Regions from separate parts of the Mus musculus genome. Here regions 1 and 2 are each linked to region 3. A link is a contact called in public promoter capture Hi-C data. All regions are on one chromosome and are shown on one strand. The core of a region is the stretch at or near the end of the contact, and the rest is flanking DNA. Distances in the headings are between cores, read along the strand shown. Region 1 holds the start of Dbndd1 (dysbindin (dystrobrevin binding protein 1) domain containing 1). Region 2 holds the start of A730098A19Rik (RIKEN cDNA A730098A19 gene). Region 3 holds the start of 2310022B05Rik (RIKEN cDNA 2310022B05 gene).

Region 1 (3,081 bases), core at 361-2,860, 1.1 Mb before region 3:
ATACTCCATCTCTGCTTAAGCTTGTGGGCTTGTTCTTTCTTTCCTCAGAGAAAGAAAGAAAGAAAGAAAGAAAGAAAGAAAGAAAGAAAGAAAGAAAGAAAGACAGACCTCTGCCCTATACAAGGGGGCTGCCTGTATTGACAGCCATGCTAACGGAGGCTCAGGGGCACAGGCAAGTTTCCAACATCGCACAGCTCAAAAAATAACTCTGAGCTCTACAAGCCAAGTCCTTGCTCTCCAAACCATCTACCTTCTGGTACCCACGGAGCTGGTGCTGGGAAGACCCAGGGTCTGGGGACTGTCAATAGCAAGAACGCTGGTCTCCCATAAAAACAAAACAAAGCACAACCAATCCCACTGGCTGGAAAGTGTCTGGCGCTTAGGCAGATAAGGGTTTTCAAGCAGGACACTGCTCCCCGCCTGTAGACATAGGAGCCGCTTGGGGACAGCTCCCACGGGCAACCCTTTGGACTTCAGAAGAAGCCATCGTGTGGCTGGGTTGCAGGCGGAATGGCAAGCTGGCCAAATCCTCAGACACTTGGTGTTTCCTTGGGATGGGATCTTCAGGAAATCCTAGAGGTGTTGGGTATGGCTAAGCAAGTGATGGATTGTTCAGATTACATCCAAGTTCCCACAGCGATGGATCCCTGAAAAGCTTTCTGGAAAGCTGAGACGCAGGGTGGGTGATTTTTAAGAGTTTTCTCTCTATTATCAGCCACCCGCCTGTGGGCACGCTCCAAGGAGGGCAGACCCTGCGGTAAGATGTTAACCTCAAGGGTCTTCAGCTGCTGGGAGAGGCCGAGGAAGGAGCACACCATTCACACCTTCCCTTCCAAATATATGGCAGCTGGGCAGCTCGGAGGCCGCTGCCCTGCAGCACCAAGAGCTCGGGTGCATGCGCCATGACCTCACAAAAACCCCAGCTCAGTCGGGAGCCCCAGACCCCCTTCCGCCTCTTGTCATTCCTCCTGGTATCGCGGCTGGGGCGAACAAAGCCTACGCGTGAACAAGCGGGTAGCATCGCCCCTACGAATCCCCTCTCCAGATCCCTAACTCCGGCCCCTACACGCCCCTCCCCCGCTCCCAGGCTCGGCTGGCAGGGGGCTCAGGACGCAACCCCTGGTCACCTCCTTGGAGGGCAGTCCGCAAGCCTTCCGGAGCCCGGAGCTCGCATATCAGGGAAAGAGACGCAGTCTGTGTTTGCCGAGCCGGATACCCGCACGTTTCCAAGGATCTGGCCCGGCCCCCTCCTCCGCCCCTAGCTCTGAGTCGGACGGGCGGGCTCAGAAGGCATCAGCGGGTCTCCAGGCCCCGGGAGTAGCTGGCTAGTGGGCAGAGGGAGGGGCTGCGGTTTGTTGTTGGGTTCTGGGGGCCGGGGTCGGACTCACCTCCCGGACCAGCGCCCTCGGGAGACTCCATGCGGCCAATGGGGTCCGCGGGGGGTGTGGGCAGCGGCGGCGACAGCCCGGGTGCCCCAACTGCTCTGGTGACTACTGAGTCCGGGCTTCGGGCACAGCGCATCGGGGCAGCAGCTAAGGGGCCGCGGTGGCGGGGAGGAGCCCGCGGGGCGGGGCGCGCAGCTGCTTCTGGCGCCGCTCCCCTCCCCATCTCCAGCAGCCAGCAGCACAGGTGCAGCCCCGCCCTGCTCCTCGCGCGCCCCCTGCCGACCCGGCCAACAACAACCCCCCCCCATCCCACTCCCACCCCCCCACCCCCACCCCCACCCACCCTTCTGCAGGGACGTAGCCCTTTGCGGACCTCCGACTTCAGCTAGCTTCCCTGGCTCCTGCGCACTGAGCTGCGCGCTGGCTGCGGTCCATCTATCCATCACAACCTCGGGCTTTTGTGGGGCGCCAGCGACATGAGGAGCCTGGCAAAAGAGTTAGGAGAGGAGGTGCCACAAGAAGGGCCAAAGCAGCCCCAGAACCCTCAACTGATAAGCCTGGAATTGTGGACCTGATTAATGCTATTGAATCCATATTGAGAGTACAAGTCCGGGAGGAGTGGGGGGTGACCTGGTAAAAAGAAGGCCTTGGATGTATTGATAACCCACAGCTGGAGTCCCATCTCCAAACGCCAGTCCTGCATCAGACCTGCTTGCATGGCACAGTGTGCCATTTAATTTTACGTCGACTTAACACAGCTGAAGTTATCTGAGAGGCGGGAACCCCAATTAAGAAAACGCCTCCATAATGTTCCGCCGTAAGGCATTTTCTTAATTATTGATGTGGGAGGGCCAGGCCACTGTGGGTAGCGCTATTTCTGAGCTGGTAGTCCTGGGTTCTATAAGAAAGCAGGCTAAGGCCAGGCTAAGGCTAGGCCTTGGTACCACAGACCTTTAATTATCCCAGGGCTGAGGCAGAGAGGCAGAGGCAGGCGGCTCTTTGAAAACAGCTTGAGCAAGTCGTGAGGAGGAAGCCAGTAAGCAGCTCCTCCTCGGCCTGGGCGGCAGTTCTTGCCTCCAGCCTCCTGGCCTGCTTTCCCTTCTGGCCCTGACTGCTTTTGTCGACGAACAACGGTGTGGAAGTGTAAGCCGAGTATGTATTTCTCCCCAAGTTGTTTCGGTCGTGGTGTTTCCTCACAGAAATTGTAACCCTAACTAAGATACACAGTATCTCTTTACTCCTAGAGATCTAAAGATGCCCGGCACAGAGACCGACAGACAGCAACTTTCTCCAGGTTGCACAATTCAGGGTTAGAAGTCAGAAGGCCCAATCTAAAATCCATTTACACTTTTACAAAAAAACAAAAACAAAACAACAAAGGAAATTATCAGAGAAGATGAGTTATTCATAACTGAACAGGCTGAGGGGAATTTGAGTGGATGAAATAAGTTGGTACTGCCTTGGGCAGAATGGATGGCTAGGACAGTAGCCAAAAAGCTTCATTGAATCAAGTAGGGTCTGAGTCAAAGCTCTGGCTTTCTGCCCAGCTCTAGTGGACACAAGGTAGCCTGTGGCCTTTAAGCTTGAAGGCCGATTTCAGAAAGTTAAATAGTTCTTAGTTTACAAAACAAGGGAACATCCCCACCAGCTGGCTAAAGCCCTCTGAAACCCCACCAGGCCTGGCTGAGTCAGTGCT
Region 2 (3,216 bases), core at 399-2,898, 1.2 Mb after region 3:
AAGGTCCTAAAATGGTCCCAGACAATTTCTCTCAAAATGTCCTACCACCCTCCCTATTACATGACAATCTCATCTCTCTTTTTTCAGAAGTGGGAAAACACCATGACCATGGGAGTCCTTCCCTGTGCTGGGAGGCCCCCTGACTTCATGGACCATCTGTCGCCTTCTCTTCTTTGAGATCATAACCAGAAGACCGGGTGGCCATACACATGGGCCACTACTGTTCTCTGGAGAGACCTCCACTTAGAAAACTAAGGTCGGGGTAGGTCCAGTGTCAGTCTAATAAACCAGACTGTCCTGAAGAAGACTTCATATGTACTCTCGTTGAGCACCACGGCTGGCACAAACTGGTTCTAATGGCCAGTAAGATAGCTCAGAGAGTAAAGCTGCCTGCCACCAATCCTGATCCAAGGATCCCCCAGAGTGGAACCCCTGCCAAGTTGTCTTCTGATCTCTCTGCATGCTTTCAAGCACACACACACACACACACACACACACACACACACACACACACACACACAGGAGCAAGTATCTTGTTCTACAGCCAAGGAAAGTAAAATGTCAAAGTAAGTCAACTCCTTCCATGGTCCCAGAACTGGGAAAAGCTGGGCCCGGAGTTCAGCTGAGCCAGTCTGTTTCCAGAACCACAGCTCTGAACAGCCTGCCAGTAAAAGAGCCAGGGTCTAGGGGTGCCAAGCCACCAGGCATCTCGAAGGTCAGACTCAGGATCTGTCACCTATGCAAACTCATTGAAGATTTTGTGGAGCAGAACATGACCATGTACTGTTCTAGGGACAAAGTCCTTCACAGACACATCAGAGACGGCTCCTCGCCTCACCGGCAAGTTAACAGCAGGCAGCTTTTTAAGGGTGCCCCATCACGCCTTGCGCTACCTATATGTTTAACTGACCTATGAAGGTCATAGGTAACCATTCAGTAAGCATTCACTATCCCCCATTGTTGGCCATCCCAGAGGAGGAGCTGCCACACTGCTCTGGCATAGGTGTATGACATTTATCCACTCCTGTATATTTTTAATTTTTTTTCAGACTTCTCTACACCATAGTGAAACTGCAGAGTGATTGACAGTGGAATCTACCTTCCTAAAGCAAAACAAGAAGAGAAGAGTAGGAAAAAAGAAAAAACGACTAACAACCGAAATCAGGTCGCCCTGAGAGGGATTCGTACTGCCTTTTTATTGCGACTGCACCTGAGGTGTTATAGCTGGTGTTATAGCTGATATCATCCGAAGTCGTGAGGCTCCATGGTTGGTACCCATAAGCCAGTCTCAACCGTTCAGACAGCAGGGCCTGACTCATCCAGGCAGCCCACATCGATTTTTAATGAGCTCACAATCCCCAAAGTCCTACATACTTCTTTCCGGAGACTCTCCAGTGCCCTGCAGGACTGTTGTCCCAAAACCCCTTGCCTCATTCTTCCGTCCCTACTTCTCAAAGTCACTGATTCCTTCCCATCCTGGGCATCCTCTGTGGCTCCCCCTCCCCTTCTTTCATAACCTTACTTCCTATTTAGTTCTTCCCATCTCCTTCCTTCTCTCCCCCTTCCCTCTCTTCTCCTGTTAATTTTCCTTTCCGCTTCCTGTTTCTCCTCCTTTTCCTTTCCTCCTCCCCCTCCTCCACCCACCCCTAAACTGGGGACTCACCAGGTGCAGAGCCAGTGGCAGCAAGAGCAGGAACAGCCACAGGTAGAGGTGGCAGCTATTGGTGAATTTGCTATGCTCCGGGTCGTGGTACCAGCCCCCTGTGAGAGCGGCCCACACACCCTGCCTGAGCAGCTGCAGCACCTGGGACGCCATGCCCGCAGAGTCCGGCAGAAACCGAGCGTGCCCTGGGGCTCAGCACCCTAAGCTCAGCACCCTGGAGCTCAGTACGTCGGCGCGTGCCGGTGTGCTCCAGGCGCGGTCCCACCCCCGCCGCCACCGCCCAAACCGCGGTAGACGCTGAACAGTACGGACCGGCACAGCGCGGTGCTGGAGCCGGCTGGGGCTGCCAGGCAGGTGCGCGCCATGTCCAAGGGAAGGAGGATTTTCCCATCATGCTCTGCGATGGCTGCTCAAGGATGCTCCGGCGGCTCCGCCCTGCGCCCACACAAGTCTGCGAAGGAGCTCAGTCCCTCCCTCTCCTTGGTGGCTGGAGCTCCACCTGCCTTTTCTCCTGAATCTCCCAAGAGTAAGTTTGCAAGGTGTGAGAACCAAGAATGTTCCCGTGTGAGGACCACAGACAGGAAACTTCTTGGCTTTTGTTTTTGTTTTGTCTCCTGCCCCAAAAGGTTTGTATAATCTGGAGGCCTAGGCTTGCGGTACTCAAAGCGATGTCCTCTGAGCTCCACCTGCGGGGCTTTGATCCCTGTGACCTTGGTTGGCTACAGACTAGAGGCTCTAAAGTTTCATGTGCGACATGGTCTGCTCCCACTGACCTCTTTCCACCCTGACTTTTCTCCTCCACCCCCGATTACCTAATTGGACGCACAGAAATGATAACCGCCGTTCTGAAATAATCGTTGGAGCCTCAGTTAACCACACATTTTTACCTTACATTGTTTTATCTTACTGATAAGGCACGGTCTCACTCTGTAGACTGAATTGGCTTGGAAGGGATTATGTAGCTCGGGCTGGCCTGAAAATTCATGGCAATTCTCTATAGAGTATTGAGATTATGAGCATAAGCAACTACATCCAGCTTTCTTTCTTCTTATATATTTCCTGAACATAATCTGGGATAGCAATCTACCATTTCAACCAGGAGGAGAGGGGGGCGGGGAAGGGCGGGGGAAGAAGGGAGGAGAGAAAAAAAAGAGAAGAACAGATTTTGATTGCGGCGCTAGGTGGCGCTAGATCGCTGCTAGAACAGAGTAAAGCCCATTCTTGATATTGCCAAACCAGCAATGAATCCTAACCCTGATTAATAAGCAGGGATAATCCAATACAGCAGAAAGCTTGTTCACAAAATGAAGGGTCTAATCTTTACTTTAGTTTGTTTGCTCTTCACATGTGTCAGTGTGTGTTCTGTGTACCTTGTGGAGATATTGTTTATTTTTGGTCTTTTTTTCTTTCTTTCTTTTAATTTTCTATATGAGAGTCCCTGAAGCACAGGATAGAAATAATGGAAGGGAGATTTTGAGTTTCAGTTGAATACATTTTGAATAAATAAGAAAATGACTTTAAATATTAAATTAATGTGCCATGATCCCAAACTC
Region 3 (3,047 bases), core at 41-2,540:
TGTAGTAACAAACACTGACGGATACCTGGCCTGAAAAAACCTGATTGAAATCTCATCCTTAACTGGTATTCCCTCCGCCTGGCACAACTTCTCCAACAGAAAAACAACAGCAGCAACAACAACAACAAAACTCTCCTAGCTTCTCCTCCCTGCCTCCACCTAAATGGACGTTCAGAACTCTAGCTGCTACCGATTTTGTCCTCCAAAACAAAGTTGAGTCCCTGAGGTACCAAGTCCATACTCTGGTGGCACAAAGGGCTTCAGGGAAACCATCTCTTGGTAAACCACCAGGTTTCTGAATAGTGCAGACTCCTGGGCCTCAAGAGCAAGGTCAGCCGGGAGCAATTCTAAGTAGTTATTTTCTCTTCCCCCAGTGTCTAGAGCCCAGGCTAGATAATCAGGCTTGCTGGAGGCATCTAAACTTACTCTGTGTTTGGGTGGGAACCGGGGCTCACATGTCAAACCCAAACACACTCTCTCCATTGTAGTCTACCAGGGACGTACCCCAGGGCAGCGGTGCCTGGCAGTCCCACCTTCCCCACTGAGGTCCTTATACTTAACACATGCCGGCCACTGAGTGATCAGGAACTATAGACATTTTTCCTGTTTCACATCAGAAAACTGAGGCTGTACGTCGTACACTCATCCAGGCTCGCTGGTTTCCTCTCTACTGTTCCCACTTTGTCTTTAAAGGTCCCTTCTCCGGGAGATTTCTGAACTCCCCCTCGCCGGCCACTCCGCCCTGGGTGGCCCGTCCCGCCGCACCCACCTCGTCGCCGAAGCGCACCAGCTTCTGGCCCGTGGGCCCGCGCAGGCCAGGGAAGCGCGCCGGGTCCCGCACGTCCCCCGCATCGGCGGCGGCCGCCGGGGCGCGAGGCCCCACCAGGCAGCGGTCGATGATTTCGTCCTGCTGCGCGGGCGGCAGCCGCGCCCACTCGGGCCCGTACTTCTCCCGGATCTTCTCCTTGTCCTGCATGATCTTCCTGGCCATGGGGCTCAGCGATGAGAAGTAGGTGAAGCGCTTCCGCTCCCGGTCGTCCAGCGGCCGGTTCCCGCTCATGACGGCCGAACGCGAGGCCGCGATCGCCGCCGCCATCGACGCCATACCCGGCCCGCGCGTCCCGGTCGGAGCGCCGCCTCCCGGTCCGCCCGCGCCCCGCCCCGGGGCTCCGCCTCCGTCTCCTCCCGGAGCGCCGTCCCTACCCCACCCGCTGAGCCCTCCTCCTCCGCCCCTGGCTGAGCACCGCCCCCAGACCTTCCCGGGACACCCTTCGTACGGGCCGCCTACGCCCCATCTGGTACCGGTCGGGACCACTAATCGTCCCTGAGCCCGGTCGGCACTTGAAGCCCCGCCTCCATCTGGAGCCCCGCCCCCACTGGAGCCCCGCCCCCGAGCTCCTCCTGTTATGGCCCTTCAATTTCTCCTCCATAGGACGCTTTCCGGGACCCTAGGGCATCTCTGGGGCTGCTACAGAGTCCCCCATACAAGCGCCGCCGAGATTGGAGATGACCACAGGGGTTAACTCAGGGCGAAGACCGCCATGGCGCCACGTGGCACTGATGACAAAGGAAACTTCCTCCTGCACGTGCCCAACCTGGCTTTCAATCATCCTCTCTCCTTTGCGCTCTCAGGCATTCATTGCTTTTTCAGGTTTGCGCTCTGTTCGCTGGGCGATCCACCACACTGAGCCGGGGGCTAGGCTAGGGCACTGACCCACCAGTTGTCAACCAGGAGGTTGGATTCCCGCCCGTGGAACTTCTTCTAAGCCTGGCATGGAAGCATCAGCGTGGGATACTAGCACTGTTTTGGCCTAGGCGGGAGACTCACGGCAAATTCAAGGCCAACCTGGGTTATATGGTACCATTATCCCCACAGAAAGAAAGACCCCTGCTAAAAGCATGCAGTGTGAGCGAAGTACCCCCTCTCAGAAGAGCTACACACCAAGGCCTCTTCAAACCCTCAAAGCCCTTGCTTTCTGATGCTTGCCACTGTGAGGCAGCAGTACACACACACACACACACACACACACACACACACACACACAGACACACACACACCAGTCTATTAAATCTCAGGACTCTGTCTTTAAAAATCACTCTTTAAAAAAAAATCCTAAGCAGGAATTAAAGAACTCTAGTCAGCAGCAGACGCTGGTCAGCGTAAGGAGCCTGTATTCCATCAGTTTAAGTGAGGGGACAACCCAAAAGCTTAAACTTCCAAAAATGGCCAAGCTAATCCTGGAATCTCAGAAATCATAAGAACTCCGGGAGGTTTGCTGACTACAAACAAACTGAAGAGGATGGAAAGTTCCCACAGGGAAGCAGATGTATCCCCAAAGGGGTCAGGCTTGCTGCTGAGACCACACGATTAAAGTTTAAGACAGGGCTGTGGGATGTTTGTGGCCCCATCCCACTCCCTGATTTTCACAAGACTAACAGGTCTCAGGTAAGCATGGTGTCCTATTCTGAAAAGCAACTAAATACCAACCGTGGCTTAGTTGTCTCTAAAGTAGCCCTTGTCTAACACTAAAGGCAAGTGCAGAAATAACTTGAATTCCCTGATATAAATGGAATGTCACAAATGTGTCAGGCTCTAATAAAATATATCACCACTGTCTTAGTTATGGTTTCCATTGCTACAACAAAACACCATGAGCAAAAAGCAAGTTGTGGAGTAGAGGGTTCATTCAGTTTACACTTCCCAATCGCTGTTCATCACCAAAGGAAGTCAGGATAGGAACTCCCACAGGGCAGGAACTTGGAGGCAGGAGCTGATGCAGAGGCCATGTTGGGGTGCTGCTTACTGGCTTGCTTCCCCTGGCTTGCTCAGCTTGCTTTCTTATAGAACCCAGGACCACCAGCCCAGGGATGGCACCACCCACCATGGGCTGGGCTCTCCCCGCCTTGATCACTAATTGAGAAAATGCCTCATAGCTGGTTCTCATGGAGGCATTCCCTCAAACAGGGCTCCTCTGACTCTGATGACTCTAGCTTGTGTCAAGTTGACACATAGAGCCAGCCAGTACAACCACCAAGACTGTTATCAG

The links. Promoter capture Hi-C pulls out the DNA fragments that hold promoters and counts their contacts.
Region 1: a contact with region 3 is called in a promoter capture Hi-C map of liver, with 3 times the contacts expected there. The contact joins the promoter of Dbndd1 here to the promoter of 2310022B05Rik in region 3. A contact is called at or near these places in 2 of 39 promoter capture datasets (frontonasal cranial neural crest and liver).
Region 2: a contact with region 3 is called in a promoter capture Hi-C map of hippocampal neurons, with 4 times the contacts expected there. The contact joins the promoter of A730098A19Rik here to the promoter of 2310022B05Rik in region 3. A contact is called at or near these places in 2 of 39 promoter capture datasets (hippocampal neurons and liver).

Annotation. Positions count from the first base shown.
Region 1 is chr8:123,513,845-123,516,925 of GRCm38.p6, forward strand. Dbndd1 (dysbindin (dystrobrevin binding protein 1) domain containing 1) reads right to left here and starts at 1,611. Exons shown (of 4, transcript NM_028146.4): 1 at 1,389-1,611. The coding sequence starts at 1,521.
Region 2 is chr8:125,896,266-125,899,481 of GRCm38.p6, forward strand. A730098A19Rik (RIKEN cDNA A730098A19 gene) reads left to right here and starts at 1,649. Exons shown (of 2, transcript NR_155422.1): 1 at 1,649-2,189. It overlaps Pcnx2 (pecanex homolog 2), which reads right to left and starts at 2,052. Exons shown (of 34, transcript NM_175561.4): 1 at 1,664-2,052. The coding sequence starts at 1,816.
Region 3 is chr8:124,662,079-124,665,125 of GRCm38.p6, forward strand. 2310022B05Rik (RIKEN cDNA 2310022B05 gene) reads right to left here and starts at 1,291. Exons shown (of 4, transcript NM_175149.4): 1 at 770-1,291. The coding sequence starts at 1,105.